2 separate regions of the Mus musculus genome follow, and region 1 is linked to region 2. A link is a contact called in public Hi-C data. All regions are on one chromosome and are shown on one strand. Each heading gives the region's core, a stretch centred on a gene start, on an enhancer-like site or on the middle of the called end of the contact. The rest is flanking DNA. Distances are from core to core; before and after follow the strand shown. Region 1 holds the start of Csmd1 (CUB and Sushi multiple domains 1). Region 2 overlaps Csmd1 (CUB and Sushi multiple domains 1).

Region 1 (7,817 bases), core at 1,081-3,580, 480 kb before region 2:
GGGCTGTGAAGTGCCTGAGATCCTAGGTGGGGGAGATTCCCAATATTATCACATTCCTCCAAAATGAGCTATTCTTCCTGGACAGTCTTATGCCTTGGGCTCACAATCAAGTTGCAATCTGACAAGGTCGTTCTAACTTCCAGACTCAGGATCTTTCTTCCTTTCTAATCTGAAACAAAGTGATTGTCATTTTTTTGACTGTTGTTGCTCTACAATTTTACTCAAATAGATAATTTGCAACAAAAGCATCCCCCCAAAAAGTGTTTTAATTATTGTTGTTTTGAGACAAGGCCTCCCTGTGTAGCTCTGGCTAGCCTGAAACTCTCTTCCTAGACCAGGCTGGGCTTGAACTTGAGGTGATGGCCCCGTCTGTCTCCTGAGTGCTGTCTCTACCGGTCTGTATCACCCTGGATCTGAAAGAAAAAGGGTCTTTAAGCCTGTGGCCATGAAGGAGCCACTCAATCTTGAGTTGTCAAAGTGCCACCATTCTGTGCAAAGCAAAGGTGTTTGACATCTCAGGTGACACTGAACATTCTTGATTCGGACCCTAATAACATGGCTCCATCTGGGAGCCCCCCCCCACACCCCCCCTCCCCCCGACAAAGAAGTGAGATTTGGAAATGGTTTTTAATGGCAGAAATCCTTCTTGGTGACATGAGTCATTAGGAGTGGCATTCAGAAGACAGGACACCGTTTCTCATGGAGGTCTTCAGCTATGCTGCTTCTGTAGATCAATGGGTCCTAAGGAGGAGCAGCGGATGAGCTATCGGATCTCCTAATAGGTCTTGTTGTTGTTGTTCACTTGCTGGAGTGTAAATAACACCTGGGGGAATGACTTAAAATCACACTGTAGGTGACCCCTTCCACTCCCTGTCACACTGAAGCACACAGGGCATCATTCTCAATCCATTGCTTTAGAGAGATAGCCTGGAATTTTCTCCCCTAGGGATAAGGGAAGAGCAATGGGAGGATACTTTCAAACAAACAAAACAAAAAAACTTCAGATCAGTTCCAAGAGAGCCTGGGGGAAACCTGCAGGAGAACAGAGCCCAGGGTTTTTTTTTTTTTTTTTTTTTTCTGGGGAGCTCCAATCTCCAGGAGAAGGATTCTAGGCTGGATAAAGTCTCTGGTTACTCTTGGAAGGTAAGGTACAGCCGGTGACTCTACATTTTTGGAGTCACTCTCATGCCCTCACGTCATCCGTGGGCTTCAGGGAGCAAGAAAGCTCTAGAACACTAAACTTGAGTGGCACACCGTGACTCTGCCCCTAACAGTGGGCACAATGCTGGTGCGATGATGTGGCCATCAGCCTGCCTCCACACACCATCCTCATTCCTTGGTGTGAACAACTCACAGTCAGCATGGGATGAATGTTCCCATGCTGGGGGCCTGAGATGTCCATCCCTGGCCCCTTCCATCCTATCCTCTAGAACTCCCGAATCCTTTCTAAGAATGGAGCATCTGTGAACTCTAGCCTTCACCTGGTTTGGATTTTTTCAATTAACCTACAGCCTTTTTCTAGTAGTTTACTCTGTGTGCACTCACTGGCTGCAGTAGACCTGCTTTTAGGAACTTCCTTCTGATCCCTCTTGCAGGAATGCTGGATGTGATGCTGGGGTTCACTACACTTTTGTCAATTCTCCTGCTCTCACAACCAGAACAGGGTGGCAGCCCAGTTGGGTTGTTTAGATTCATTTTGTTTCCCACATAGAGCTGGGCTTGCAATGAGGGTAACACTAACAGGACTAAACAGGAGCAGAACAGGAACCTGTCAGAGGCTCATCATAGTTGCAGACAGTCACCTTTTCAAAGGTAATTTATAATTTCTTTTAAAAGCACCATTTTGCTCCCAGTTTCAGTCACAGCTGGGCCCATTCTCTTCCCCCACCTGCATTTCTTTCCTAACTTAGGCAGAGGTCTTCTTCTGGTCAGTAGAGAAAGAGAAGGATGGAGGCTGGCCTCTGCCTGCCCCCACAGAGCCCTCGGGCTCGCTCGCGTGGCCAATTGTATGGTTTTTCCCCGGTGCGCAGCGTGGGCTTCTCCCACTTGAGCGCCCAACAAGTCTCCGTGCTCCAGCCTGCGCGCAGCCGCGCCAGAGACTGAACGCTGCGCTGCCTGCGGGAGCACTAGCAGGGGCCTGAAAGCCCGAGGCCAGGCTGAGTCCCGGACTGCGCGGTGCCAGCCTCCTTCCCCTCTCGGTGGGTAGGATGGTTGAGTCCAGCCACCACGGCAGCGGCTCCTTGCGCCTCTAGCAGCCTGTCTTCGGCGCTCGCTCCCCGCCTTCCTCCCGCTCCAGCCCTGCTCCCCCCTCCCCCCGCGCCCCTCCCGCACCTCCCACTCGCTGGCTCTCTCTCCAGCTGCCTCCGCTCCAGGTTGCTCCCGGTTGCGCGCGCTCCTCTCCCGCCTCGCCCCCTCCCGCAGCCTCGCCGCCTTGGTGCCTTCCTGCCCGGCTCGGCCGGCGCTCGTCCCCGGCCCCGGCAGCCCCGGGGCTGCGCTCGCTCAGAGCATCTTCAGCCCCGCAGTGGCTCGGACCCGATGCTACGGGAGCGGAGCGAGCCGGGCGCGCAGAGCTGCGGGAGGCGTCAGATGCGCGGCCGGGCTGGGGACCCGGAGCTCTTGCCAGCTCGCCTTGCCCTTTGGTGATTACCGGACTCTGTTTAGAGCCCGGTTGTTCCTCGGAGGAGACCGGCGCATCCGAGAGGAGCCATCCGTGTCGTGTGCGTGTGGAATATCTGCAGACATGACTGCGTGGAGGAAATTCAAGTCGCTGCTCCTGCCTCTGGTGCTGGCGGTTCTGTGCGCGGGGCTCCTCACTGCAGCTAAGGGTAAGACAGGCTAGCTCGGTACCGGGGAGACGGCCGAACCCTCGGAGGCCCGGTTTGCGAACGCGAGTGTCTGATCTGAGGATTGTAAGGGACCAAGCGGCAGGCACCGACCGGGTGGCTGTCCACCAGCGACGCTAGGGAACGCAGCGCCCGATACCGAGCTTCCATCGCGTTCTTCCCACCCCTCATCTGCCCCCGCCCCACCCCCGCCCTTCCTTCCCCCTCACTTGGGCTTAAACGACATTTCTCTCTGTGCTGTGTACTGTGGGTTGTCAAGGAGAAGAGAGCCCGACACGAGTTGGGCAGAGAACTGCGCCTTGGCTCCTGGCGCTTGGTGGGCTTGGCGGGTCGCAGGCTGGGGTAGTTCCCACGACTTCTCCCCGGACCCAGCGCACCTGGGAAACATACTGGGCACCGTCAGCCTGGCAAGTTCAAGCTCGCCGGGCTCCTGTGCCATCAGAGAGAGCTCCTAGCTGAGTGGTGTTCCCATAGCCTTACACCTCCTCTCACCCCATTCCTATGCTTCCCCTCCAAGGTACTCAAACTAGCTGTCTCTGGGATGTCGCCTCCTCTTTCCTTCCCTGGACTTTGCTTTTTTGCAAGTTGTGATATCTGGCAAGGTGGGTGAAGCCAGTGGGGAGTTCTGGTCAGGTTTCCCTAGCAGATCAATTCTCTGTGGGTGCAGAGGCAACCCCTGTCAAAGTCTGATCAACCAAAGGAAAGGGCTATTTCTGTATGGTTCCTGGGGCTTTTTTGTCTCAGAGAATTTGGCTTTCTCCTTGAAAGGAGTTAGGGGATGTTTTCTCCTAAGTCTCTACAAGCTGCAACCTTCGGGCTGGTAACAGCTCCTGTGCGCTAGGTTTAGTCTATGGGAAGGAGGAGGAAAGAGAGGAGGAAGGGGGGAGAAGGAGAGAGAGAGAGAGGGAGAGAGAGAGAGAGAGAGAGAGAGAGAGAGAGAGAGAGAGAGAGAGAGAGAGAGAGAGAGGATTGATTTCACATTGGCAAGTACCTGCTCCCATTTCTTCACTCTCTCATATGCTCCTGGTGCTACTGGGTGTCAGGTTCCCAGTTTCCTTCCTCACACTACTGGGCAAATCTGTATCTGTATCTTTATAGACAGACTGCTTTTCTTTTTAAAGGATGGAACCAAGTCTTACGACTTTTTCCCCCCTTTTGAATCATTTGTCCCCTCTTTTCCTCAGAAGAAATTTCCCTTTCCTCTCTAAGACTACCCCAGCTGCTATTCCCCTAGTGGTTCAAATTCAAGGGTGATTAAGAAGCCACAGAGGACTCTGTGATCTCCATCCAACTCCACACCGGCCTGGAGAGAGCAGAGGATTGCCTGAGGGCTCCAGGTGGGGGAAAATTCGGCCTTCTGATGCTGGCCCCTCTGCTTAGCATCCTTCTCACAATAACTATCCGTGGGATGTGTCCCAATAGCTCACCTAGAAATAGGTGGGTCCTGCTTAACTAGAAAGATGGGATTGCTTGATTTTTGGGGAGCTTCCCACAGATGTCTACCCTCTGACTACATGTCCCCCTCCCCCCATCTAGCCTGGGCCTCCACCTGAGGAGGCTCCACGGGTCAAGCACCAAGCAGGGTTAGGTTGGCAGAGGGCTCTGGTCTGGGCACGCTGGGAAATGAGAGGCAAAACATGAAAAGTCTGTGCCCCCCAAACCAGGTACTGATGTCAATGTTGGAAGTGGAAAAGATTCAGGATACAGAACCAGGCTTTGTCCAGACCAACCCTTGCTGAAATGGTATTCTTGTCATGCAACTATGCCAAACTTCTTACCCTTTCCTGCACTCTGAGATGATCTAAGGCAAAGCTTCCTCCTTCCTTAAACCTGCAGCTCACCCTTGGAGCGCACTCTGGGTTTCCTTGGAGTTCTGAGCAGTCCTAGCTCCCTCCCCCCGCAATTAACAGAGGTTGCTGCGTGGACCCCACAGCCTCTCGCCCGGCTGCTTAATAATCCCTACACGTGTGCGGGCTGATTCCGCCCCCACGAGGGTGGTCTGCCGCTCTGGGGGAGGGGAAGCTGGGGCCGGGCGTGGAGGGATAGGTCCTGGACAGAGGCTGCACTGGCCTGGTTAAGGGATTCCAGGTTAGGTGCATAGAGTCCTGGGCCTGGACTCAAAGCCCCAGGGAACTGAGTGCCTCCTGCGCACCAGGAATCCCGGTTGAGACCATGGACGCCAAAGTGAAGCCAAGGCGCTGCCAGCCCCTGCTTGCTTGGCACTGGGATCTTACGCGAGAGCGCGCGCGCGCGCGCACCCCCGTGCTCAAAGTGACTGGGACTCTGGTCTCCAAGAACGTTTGCATTATTGTCTGACACACGGAGCAGGGGGTGCATGCTCCTTCATTAACCCCCTCGGGATCCGAGCTGCATCCCCTACCACTCACGAAGTCAGGCGCAAGCCCTGTGGCTGTGCAGGCTGGCAGGAGGCTGGTGACGCCAGCAAGAGAGTAGCCAACAGTGTGCTGACTGGCAGCTGGGGCAGGGTCGCAGTTTCCCTTAGAAAGCCAAAGCCACTGGGCCAAGGTCGGGCCTCTGCCAGGGGTGTCACCTCTGGGCTCCAAGGCTTGGCCAGAGGGTCCGAGGGCACCCTGGCGCCTGCGCAGAATAGGGTCCTCCTCCAAGGAGCGCACAGGAGGAGGGAGCTGGGCCACTGCCACTCTCAGCTGTGCTGCCTGCACTCAGGTGGCAAGGGCTCCGAGGTAAAAACAGGTTGACTTTTTAATGCCTGGGACATCTTTCATGACCTGTTTGCAGTGTCTGAGAGACTGGAGGCACTGCCGTAGAGGTGGTTGGAACCCATAACCTTCAGTGCCCAAGCATTAGTTGGGGAAACCAGGAATTTATTTATTTATTTATTTATTTATTTATCTATTTATTTATTTATTATTGTTGGTGTTGTTTTTGATGATGATGATGATTAATGAGATGACAAGGATGGGTTCCCAAGTTTAAATCTCTTTGTGAAAGCACATTATTCAGAAAGCAGAGGAAAATGAAGATCTTTAAGCTTTTTCACTTGGTAAATAGATGGAATAATTCATACAAGAAAGCTTGCTTAAATCTGTGCCCCCGATGCGGAATTGAATTATCTCTATAGGCCTTTTGAGCAAAGTTTGTTTCTCAGTAGGTTCTTGGGTTATTGGTTGTCTGGCTGTGAAAAGAAGCTAGCCTTTAGGCTTGGCTTGGAACTCCAGCTGAAAGTATTCTCACCTAGTGCTGGAAGGAGCCTTGCCTGAGGAAGTTTGAGAATGAAGGCAAAGGTTTGTGCAGGTGGATCTTTAGGTTGTCTATCTCCTCAGTAAAGAGATTTAAAACACAAGACATCGAATTCCCACAGAAACCATATTCAGAACTCAAAGGCCAGAGAGGAATGTATGCCTAAGTCTTTTAATGCCTCTAGATGCTTACCCCTTTGAAAATTCATAGTACGAAAGGACTATAAGACTTTTAATTTGCAGGTTCTTTATTTTATTTTATTTATTTATTTTTTAAGAGTAGGGCCACTCTAATTTGATGAAGCCAGCAACCGGTGGAAATAAGTGTGCTCACCCTGCCCCCAAATCCACCATGCATCAGAATGATGGAGGACTGTTAACTCTGTTTTCAAGTTGTCCTCATCAAATCTCTTCCCCCTTGCATTGCCAAAGACAGTACTGTATTTTTAAACTCAGATCTGGTCAGCCAAAAGCTTCCTACTACTTCTGGTGTAGCCATTTAGTTACTAGTGTGGGACTTTTAAGACAATGAACAAGCAAAGCAAATCCTGGGGTTAGAAACATTGGTTAGGAGCCAGGAACACGGGCCATTCTTCCAGAGGACTGGAGTTCGATTCTCAGCACCTATATCAGGCAGCTCACATCCACCTTTCCTTCAACTCAAGGGGATCTTACACCCCCCTTTGGCCCACTCATGGGCTACATCTGCACATAAATAACTAAATGCATGTATTTTTTTTACAAAAAATAATAAGGGAGAATATTTCTCATGATATCATGGGATTGGCAAACTGGAGAAAGAGAGAAAAACCACCTATTTGTACACATTCAGAGGAGGAATGGTAGCAGTTCTGAAAACCATCCTTCCTGGGCTCAAACAGGGAGGTTAGTAGAGACTAAAGGGAGGGGCTATTTTTAGGTTGCCTTTCATCTGGCCAATCATGCTTACTCAGGACATCCATCCAGCTTCCAAGTTCCTCCCGGCACAACATCTTCTTCCCCAGGGCGAGGCTGCTCCAGTCAGTCTCCAGTTTGTTGTCTGAAACACAATCCCACTTGGAAGATGTCAAGAAGATGGTTCTGCCTCCTCCCAGAAATAGATCAACAAAGGCTTGGTGGCCACTTAGTGCTCATTGCCGAGGATCTACCAAATCCAGTGTAGACATTTCTAAGCTGTCAAAATGCAAATGGCATATTAAACACTCCATGCTCTGCTGAATTCTAAATGTGACTCTGGTAGTGTTTCTGCTGAGCTCATGGTGAAATAAGCTGTGACAACTTGCATGTGTGCAATTTAAGCTATATGTTCCTTTTGGGCCTTTTCCCTTTCTTGTTGAGTTCATTTCCCTCTATGAATAATTAGATATACCTAAAATGTGAAGAGGGGATGCCTTTAAATTTGATTTTACTAGGCAAATTCTACATCACAGGAAGATTTCTTGTAAGGAAAAGACATGTATCCACACTATCTGCATCTTTGTTCTAGGGAGCCTTTGAAGACCTGTTCATTCCTTACATCACCAGAGTGGTAACTTCAACTTCCAGACCAGGGCTGACTAGGAAGAGGGGATCAAACTAATTTGGTTGTGCTCTCCCTACTGCTTGGACAGTTTTGGATTCTGTTTTGTTGTGTTGTTTTGTTTTTGTTTTTGTTTTTGTTTTATGAGCTAAATGGTCTTGATCTTGATGAACCATCTGAGGCCAAGATATAGATGCTTTTGGCTTTGCTGAAAAGTATTCATCCTAAAGGAATCAA
Region 2 (7,777 bases), core at 2,996-5,495:
TCATGGTAGTGTTTACTTTGACTATTGGATCCTCTCTACCATTACATATCTAGTTTTATTTTTATTATACATTTCTGAAGGAATTGCTTCAAGCTCTAGAAGCCTCTCTTATGACTTCTGCACCGTGACCCACTCAGAGCAGGGGCTGTGCTCCTAACAACCTCAGGCCTTGGAGTGCTGCTCCTTGCGTGTATCTGTGCAGTAAACACATTTAAATGAAAAGGGCATTATGGATGTGGTGAAGACAAAGGCTGTCCTGAGGGAAGAAACAGATGAGCATGTATTGTGTGTTTTTTTAGTTCCTTACACTGATTGCATGTAACATATTTCCTTTTCCAAAGAGAAAATGTGGTTTTTAAATGATCATATTAAATCTCTCAATGCCTTAGAGAGTATGCCTCATAAGTAGAAGTTAACAATATAGAACAGTACAGAAAATGAGTCATGTTTATGTAGCTGGCCCAGCCACAGAGACAAGTGTCGAAGGCTTGAGTCTATTCTTAGAGGTGCTGTTACATTAGGAGGCTCAGTACTCAGCGTCCTTTCTCAATCATTTTCCTCCTGGACAAACACAAAGAAAACAAATGTTTGCTAAGAAAGATGCTTAGTCTTGAGCAAAACTTTCTAACACTGAAGAGCTGCAATGTTTTCATGATGTTTACAATCATGATGATATGACTTAGGACAAAATCCCATAGGGTTGTGGAGATGGCTATGAAATTAAAGGCATTCAATATGCTTGCAGAGGACCAGAGGTCAGTTCCTAGTCCCAGAATGGACAGCTTCAGCTGTAACTCCCTCTCTAGGGGATCTAATGTCTTTTTCTGGCTTTCAGAGGCTCCTGCAGTCATATGCACATATGTGCACATGCATATGTACATGTGTTATTGTTTATTCTTCTGTTATTCTTTAAATTTTATTGGGCATTCATTGGGTGACATATTGGCAGATAAGTGACCTTTTATATGAATGCATATGTTTCTGTGTGTGGTTGTATAGTTGCTAGTCACTTCCTTGTTTAATGTAATAATTTCATTCATTCTTTGAATTCTTCATACATGGGTGAAAGGCACTTTGCTTATATTCACACACACCCTTCCCCCTGACTCTTTCCAGGCATCCTAATCCCTCACCACCTTCCAATTTTGCATCCATTTTATAAATGTAACCAACTGAGTCCAATTTCTTCTATCCATGTACTCACGTTTGTATGGCATCCATTGGAGTGTCAACCACCCAGCAGCTGCACAGGTAAATAAAACTGCCTGAATTTCCCTCCATTGGAAACTACCAACTACCAATAGCTCCTGGGCTATGAACAAATGGTGGGGAACCTCTGCAATACTGGGATGTGGCCTGACTTGATTGTGTGTAGGCAGCCATAGATGCTAAGTCCTATCCTGTCACATCCAGAGACATTCAAGCCCTCCCAACCTTCAGCTCTTACAGTTTCCCTACCCCTCGTGTTCTTACTAATATTTAGTTTGTATTTCTCATGAGGTACATTGTTGAAATCATGGGTAACTTGAGTATCAATTTTTTTTCTCTTCATAGATCCCTTAAATAGCTTTCACATTAGGTCATATGACCAGTTCCCTGAGGTTTATGCTAAATATACCAAGCTGTCTTATTGCTTGGTGTTTATTCTCTGATGGATGGGAATGGCTAGGTAGAACCTGGTGAGCCAGGTTCCTTTGTGTGTGTCACATACTTGTTTAGAGAGGGCCCCATTTGTATCTCAGGCTAGGTTTGCACTCATAATCTTCATTCCTCAGCCTCCTGAGTGTGGGACATCAAAACAAATTAGACTTCACCACTGTTGGGATGATGACCTGGGATATAAAGCTGTATTTCGAGCCAAGTGTCCTGCTTAGTAAGGATGGACAATACCTTCTAGATCCATGAATGATTTGCCAGCAGTTACCCCATTAGAGCATAACATACCCAGCAATCACCAAAAACCCTGTAAGCTACACCTATGAATTATACTTTCACCCCCTGGTAGGATTTGTTTACAGTCATTGCTGTCAAAAACTGCCAAAATAAGTCACCTGAATATAGTTGTTAAGACAAGTCACCCATAAGAAGTAATTTGTTCCAAATTGCAAATGAGATACTTGAGATGGTGGATGGTGTCTGAGGCGTGAGAGCCTGAAATGAAAGATTGCCTGCAAGAGAAGGGAGGGGCATGAGCTGCATCTAAGGAGCAGCTTGAACATGCATGCTTGTCTTGAGTGTCAGCCACCAGCCAGGAGCAGAGATGAGGTGGAATTGTGAAGTATGTCGGGAAAGAGTGAGGCCTGGGGAGCCACAGTGCAAGGAAAACTCCTGTCGATAGAGCGTGGAAACAGATGAGAAGCTGTAAGAAATGATATTCAAGGCCCTCCCCTGGCTTCTGTGAGACTATTTAGAAGTGTCTCTTAGTTCATCTTAGTAACAAATAAAGGATCTCATGGACTGTGGGAAGCCACATGTGCCATTGCAGGGTGGCACTGGCTTCCACTGGCCACCACACATACATAGGCAGTAAAGATTTTTTTTGCCAAGATGAGGTTTTGAGAACTAACCAAAATTAACCAATCAGATGAGAGAGAAGTTAACCAATCAGATGTAGGCATGCAAATGAGGTGGTAAGCATAACCCAAGCACAACCAATCCGGGTGTGAGACACGCCTCTCCTAGGCCTATATAAGCAGCACCAGTTCTGGGTTTGGGGTCACTTCGCCTCTGCAATCAAGCTCTCCCAATAAACATGTGCAGAAGGATCCTGTTGCAGCGTCATTCTTGCTGGCCAGTCGGGTACGCGCAAGAATGGACTGCAGAATGAAAAAACAAAACAACCCCCCCCACACACACAAAACAAACCAAGAAACAATGAACAAATGAACTATACAACCAGTAACTATGATATCCTGAATTTCTACACTTGCAGTCCCTGTGAGTCCTGCTGAGGTTCAGTAGAGGCTTTGATCTGTGCCATTAGAAGCCCCTCCTCCAAACCCGACTGCTTGACATGTAGCATGTATTTGACAAGGAACCCAAGTCATTGAGATATTCACCAACAGTCACCATGAAGCTCTAACCACAGCCTCGGGGCCTGGTTCTTTTTATGCATGCTATGTCCATAGTCTACTGCTCACTCTCCTGATTTCTAGTCTCTCATTATCTAGAATGTTCTCCAGCCATGCCTGTGGTTTCTGTCACTATGTAACAGCTCTAAGAGCATAGAGCTTACAACTGTGTCTCTGAACCTTGTTCATAGCAGAGCCAGCACTGGTTTCTAGGTTATATCACATGTTCAATAAACATATTTAATCATAATTCTGAATGAAGGAGGGATTAGCATTCTGCTTACTTCTGTTTGGTTCGTGATCAGGAAATCTGGTTTTGAGATCACTAGTGTCATGCTCCAGATTTCTTGAATACATATTTAGTCTGTTTTTCTCCTCTAATGTACACAGCTTTGCACTTATCTACCAGCTTTATACAGTAAGGTGGTTCAAAGTCCCTATTCTGTTTCTGCCTCTACTAATGATATCCTTAAGGAAAAATTAAGTTTAGCTAACTAAAAAATTTAGTTAGCACTACCTATTGAATTCTTTCCTGACCTTCCCACACAGCAGACATTTCTCCCACAGAGCTAGCAGTCCTCACAGGAACTCTGTATAGCCTCTCACAAACATAGACAAACCACTGCTCTCATACCTACTTTAATTTTGTGAACTAGGTCTGTCATTACAGGACAGTGCTTGCTCCTGACAGTGGAGTCCATATTGTTTCTATTTCTGTCTCTTCCCTCTCGTTCACAAAGTTTCCCGCTGAATGCTCACCTGGCTGCCCAGCTCTCTATCACTTACAAGGTGGGAGTCAGGATTTAGAAAACAGGTACAGATGCAGCCACAGTGGGAAGCAGACACAGGAAAGGAGGGAAGGAGAGGCAGAGGTCCTCCAACCATGTTAGGGTAGTGTCACCAACAGAAAAACCACATGGGCTATGGCAGGGAGGATGACATGTAGGGGGTCAGGAAAGGGGACATTTTGGACAACAATGAAAAGAGGAATGACTGTACTGCACGTCTCCCTGATGGGCACAGTTCCCAGGTGCTTTACATATGCTTTGGAGGTTGAGATGCTAAGTAAAGAAATGGGTGTTGATGAAATCATTTACTAAGATAGGGATGTGGGAGGGAAAATCGTACAAGGCACAATTATGTAAAACAGCCCGAACATAGCTGCAGAGAAACTTCTGTTGCCATTGCTTTTTCTGCCCCACCCTGGTGAGGAGATCTCTGTCATCCTGTTCTCTCTACTTCTCTCTCCCTACGCCTCTGTCTTCCTTTGCCTATACCTCCCTCATGTTGAGTCTCTGCATGGTTCATATAGACTGTTCTGTGATGGAGTCTATTGCCAGCAATGCATATGGATTAGCTGTATTATGGGAAGGCTGGGTAATTAGCTGTGTCCATCTTCCAGACACTGCGAGACTCAACCCTGACAGAAGACTTCAGGAACAGCTTGCGTTGTGTTCACAATGGTGGCTCTTATGAAAAACGTGATCAGTGCAAACTGAGAAGCACTCCGAATGTGTGCATGAGTCTTTTAAAGATGTACAAAGTCTTATGAAGAGACAGAATTGTTTAAGCGGAACGAAAGGTGGGAGAGATTTAAAGTCAGTCAGATGCTTGCTTAGTAGAGGCATTTCCTCTCCCTGACAACACATTCCTGAACGAATGTCCTTTTAATAATTATAATCCTCCGACAACAAAACATGCTTTCTTAATTGACTTTAGATAATGAGGGAATCACATGCTTATATGTGCCTGGTCTACATTTCAAATCTTTGCAAACTTACAAATGATTTTCCTCAGCTTGCAGCATTGCTTTATTTTCTTCTTTGAAAGACTCCTGTAGCCAGGAATAGTGGCACAAATTTGTCACCCCGAGGACACAGAAATGACCATGTGCTTAATTTAAGGTCATCTTCAGCTACATAGTTTTTGTTGAAGGCTAGCCTTGGCTACATGAGGCATTGTCTCAAGTACAGGAATGAAAATAAAAGAGAAAAACCTGGAAAATTCAATGTGCTTCAGACTAGGCTTCTAGGATTCTTATTTCAGTAAACAATATAAGCTACTCCATGAACACAATCCACTGACTAGCAGCCTTGCTCAGCTCAGGGTCAGGAGGGATTTGGAGTATGTGCACAGGTGCAAGCTTACTAGCTAAATTAGAAAACGAAAGGGGTAAAGTGGAAGGAACTCCCAACCAACACTGTCCAGGGATCGGCTTCCACGTTCCACCTTTCTCTGTCAATGAGAACATCAGAGACCCTTCAATGAGTTCATCAGAATGCCATTCATAACGTACTTCTGAAGTGAGACTGATAAAGAATGAGCTTCTTCAAAGTCAAGGAACAAATGTGACCTGTTATGTTTAGAACGGCAACAGTGCGTGTGGGTAGAAGAACCCAGCCTAGAAGAAGCTGGAATGTCAGATATCATAAATGGTCAGCACTTACGTGATTACAATGCTATGAATAGAACTATCTGCAGGCCTGAACATGTTATGTGTGTGATTTAGTGGGCATAATTGCATATGCATATTGCACGCAGTGTGATAATACAGTACGTAAATACAATGTAAGGGCAGTGATCAGAATAAGGTAATTAACATGTCAATCATCAAACGTTCTCTTATCATTCTTTGGATGATAGGATACAAAATGGGGCTTATTAGCTATTTTGAAATACACAAGGAATTATAATCAGACTTATTTACACCACTTTCCTATTACATCTCAGCTGGTTTTCTTTTTGGCCCGGTGTACACATTAGCAGTTAACTATCCTCCTCTCCTATGGCCTCCTGGCTTCCAGATCTGACCATTCTCTCACCTTTTATGAAATCAACACTTCTATGTTACAGATGCATTAGAGCATGGTTCGTTTGTATTTTTGCATCTGGTGTATTTAACCAAACATGACATAAGGCCAGTTTTATCCATTTTACTGCAGACAATAGGACCCTTTCTCAGAGCTGAATAATATCTCATTATATAGATATATCACATTTTCTATATGCATTCTTTCAAGGACAGAAACTGTGGCAGCTGATAATAGTGCTTCTGTAAATGTGGGTATATGCACGTCCTCCAACGTATTGACATTCTTTGTTTTGCATACCTTCCCAGCAGTGATCTTATAGCATTTCATCATAGTGCTGTTATAGCATTCCATGGTAGTTCTGCCTCTAATTTTAGGGGTGACATTCACATAGCTTTCTCTCATGGCACAGTGATTTGTATTCCAAGCAGAGTATAGCACGGGTCCCCTTTCACTCTTGGTGTTTGCTGAATCTAGTCACTGCTCATATCCATTCTTACTATGATAGTGTGAGCACCAATGTGTTTTGTGTCAACTGACACGTCCTTGATGGTTAGTAATCCGCCACTTCCCAATCAGTTCTCTTTGAAAACTAGTCCTTCCTTTGGAGATATCTTCTTAGAAGTCTGAGTGCCTTAAAAATGGCTGATATTCCTAAGAAGTACTTATTCTTCTGATAATTAGTTAATGGGAAATATTTCTAAAGTGGCTTTTCTCACCTAGATAAGGGGATGCAGAGTGACTGAAAGCAGAAGAGAACCCTGATAGGGTATCTTTGATGCATTCTTGTTTGGCCCTTGAAAGAGAACAATCCTTGTGTCTGTTGATTTGATGGTTAATATTATATATAACTATGCCTGAAAAGCTATATCTACCATCCAGTGCCAAGCCTTTCCTCTGGGCACTTTAATAAAAATAAAAAGGAATATGTGACTAAAAATTGACAAGGAGTCACATCCTCAATGTCACGGCTGACTGTGAAGTGTCTTCTTGCCAGAGACAATAGTATTTGGTAGGTGTTGAGGGCTTTAGAAAATGTGAACCATCTGGATGGAGATTAATGGACTATACTCTAGAAAGGCAGACACTGGCTCAGGCCCCTGCTTAGTCCACTTGCTGCTGCCTACCTGCCATAATGTCAAGCTACCTTGCTCCATGACAATTGCCTCCCATGATACAATGTTCTACCTCGGTCCCAGAAATGACAGAGCCAAGGGATCATGATTTTGAAACCCTTGACAATCTAGGTCAAGCTATGTCTTTCTGCTTTTGAATTGTTTTACAGGTACTATGTGACTGAGATACAAGCATGGCACATGTTGAGGTGACAGGATGGCAGAGAATGGCAGGTGCAGACAGAGTGCATAGGGAGGGTGAGAGTCCCTAGCATGATTCACCTAAGGAGTGTGGGGTGTTAGGTATCCTCCCAGAACAGAGCTATGTGTCTAGTTTGTAATTTTATAGTCTTCCCCCTACAGGGACTTTTTCATAGTATATTGTTTTCCTGTTCTAGTTTTCTTTGTAATATCAGCAGAGAATTGTTTTCATGTCCATGACTGAGGAATTGAGGAATAAACTGATTATTGTTAGCTTATATTTTTTATCTTTACATTGGAATCTTAGAAACATAGGATTATTTTTCCTGTGATTTACATGACTTCCTTTAATTTCTTGACTCATGAAATCACATATAACCTCTAAACCAGATTTCTGAATCTTAAAATGGAAGACTCGGTTTTGATGCCCTTTACAATAAGAGCATTTTCTCACACAAGAGATCACGGGAGATAGTAAAAGCCAGACGTCCTGATACAGTAATCCTGCCTCCTTCAAGTGAGCTTAGACAAGTCTGAGGCATCATGGGAGAATGGATGATTTTCTGTTGGCAGAGTCTTG

Evidence for each region. Hi-C and Micro-C count contacts between places; a contact is called where the count stands out from the background.
Region 1: a contact with region 2 is called in a Hi-C map of cortical neurons, with 2.3 times the contacts expected there. The contact joins the promoter of Csmd1 here to the enhancer-like site in region 2. A contact is called at or near these places in 1 of 39 promoter capture datasets (hippocampal neurons) and 3 of 484 Hi-C or Micro-C datasets (cerebral cortex, cortical neurons and forebrain).

The regions. Positions count from the first base shown.
Region 1 is chr8:17,529,898-17,537,714 of GRCm38.p6, reverse strand. Csmd1 (CUB and Sushi multiple domains 1) reads left to right here and starts at 2,330. Exons shown (of 70, transcript NM_053171.2): 1 at 2,330-2,825. The coding sequence starts at 2,741.
Region 2 is chr8:17,050,324-17,058,100 of GRCm38.p6, reverse strand. All of the region lies in intron 2 of Csmd1 (CUB and Sushi multiple domains 1), which reads left to right. Among named protein-coding and RNA genes, the nearest start is that of Gm39136, 230 kb to the left of the region's middle. Within about 2 kb of position 4,245, at least 13 of the 459 cell types and tissues checked have an H3K27ac peak or open chromatin away from gene starts, as enhancers often do. A contact at or near this core is called in cortical neurons and hippocampal neurons, where this site is marked.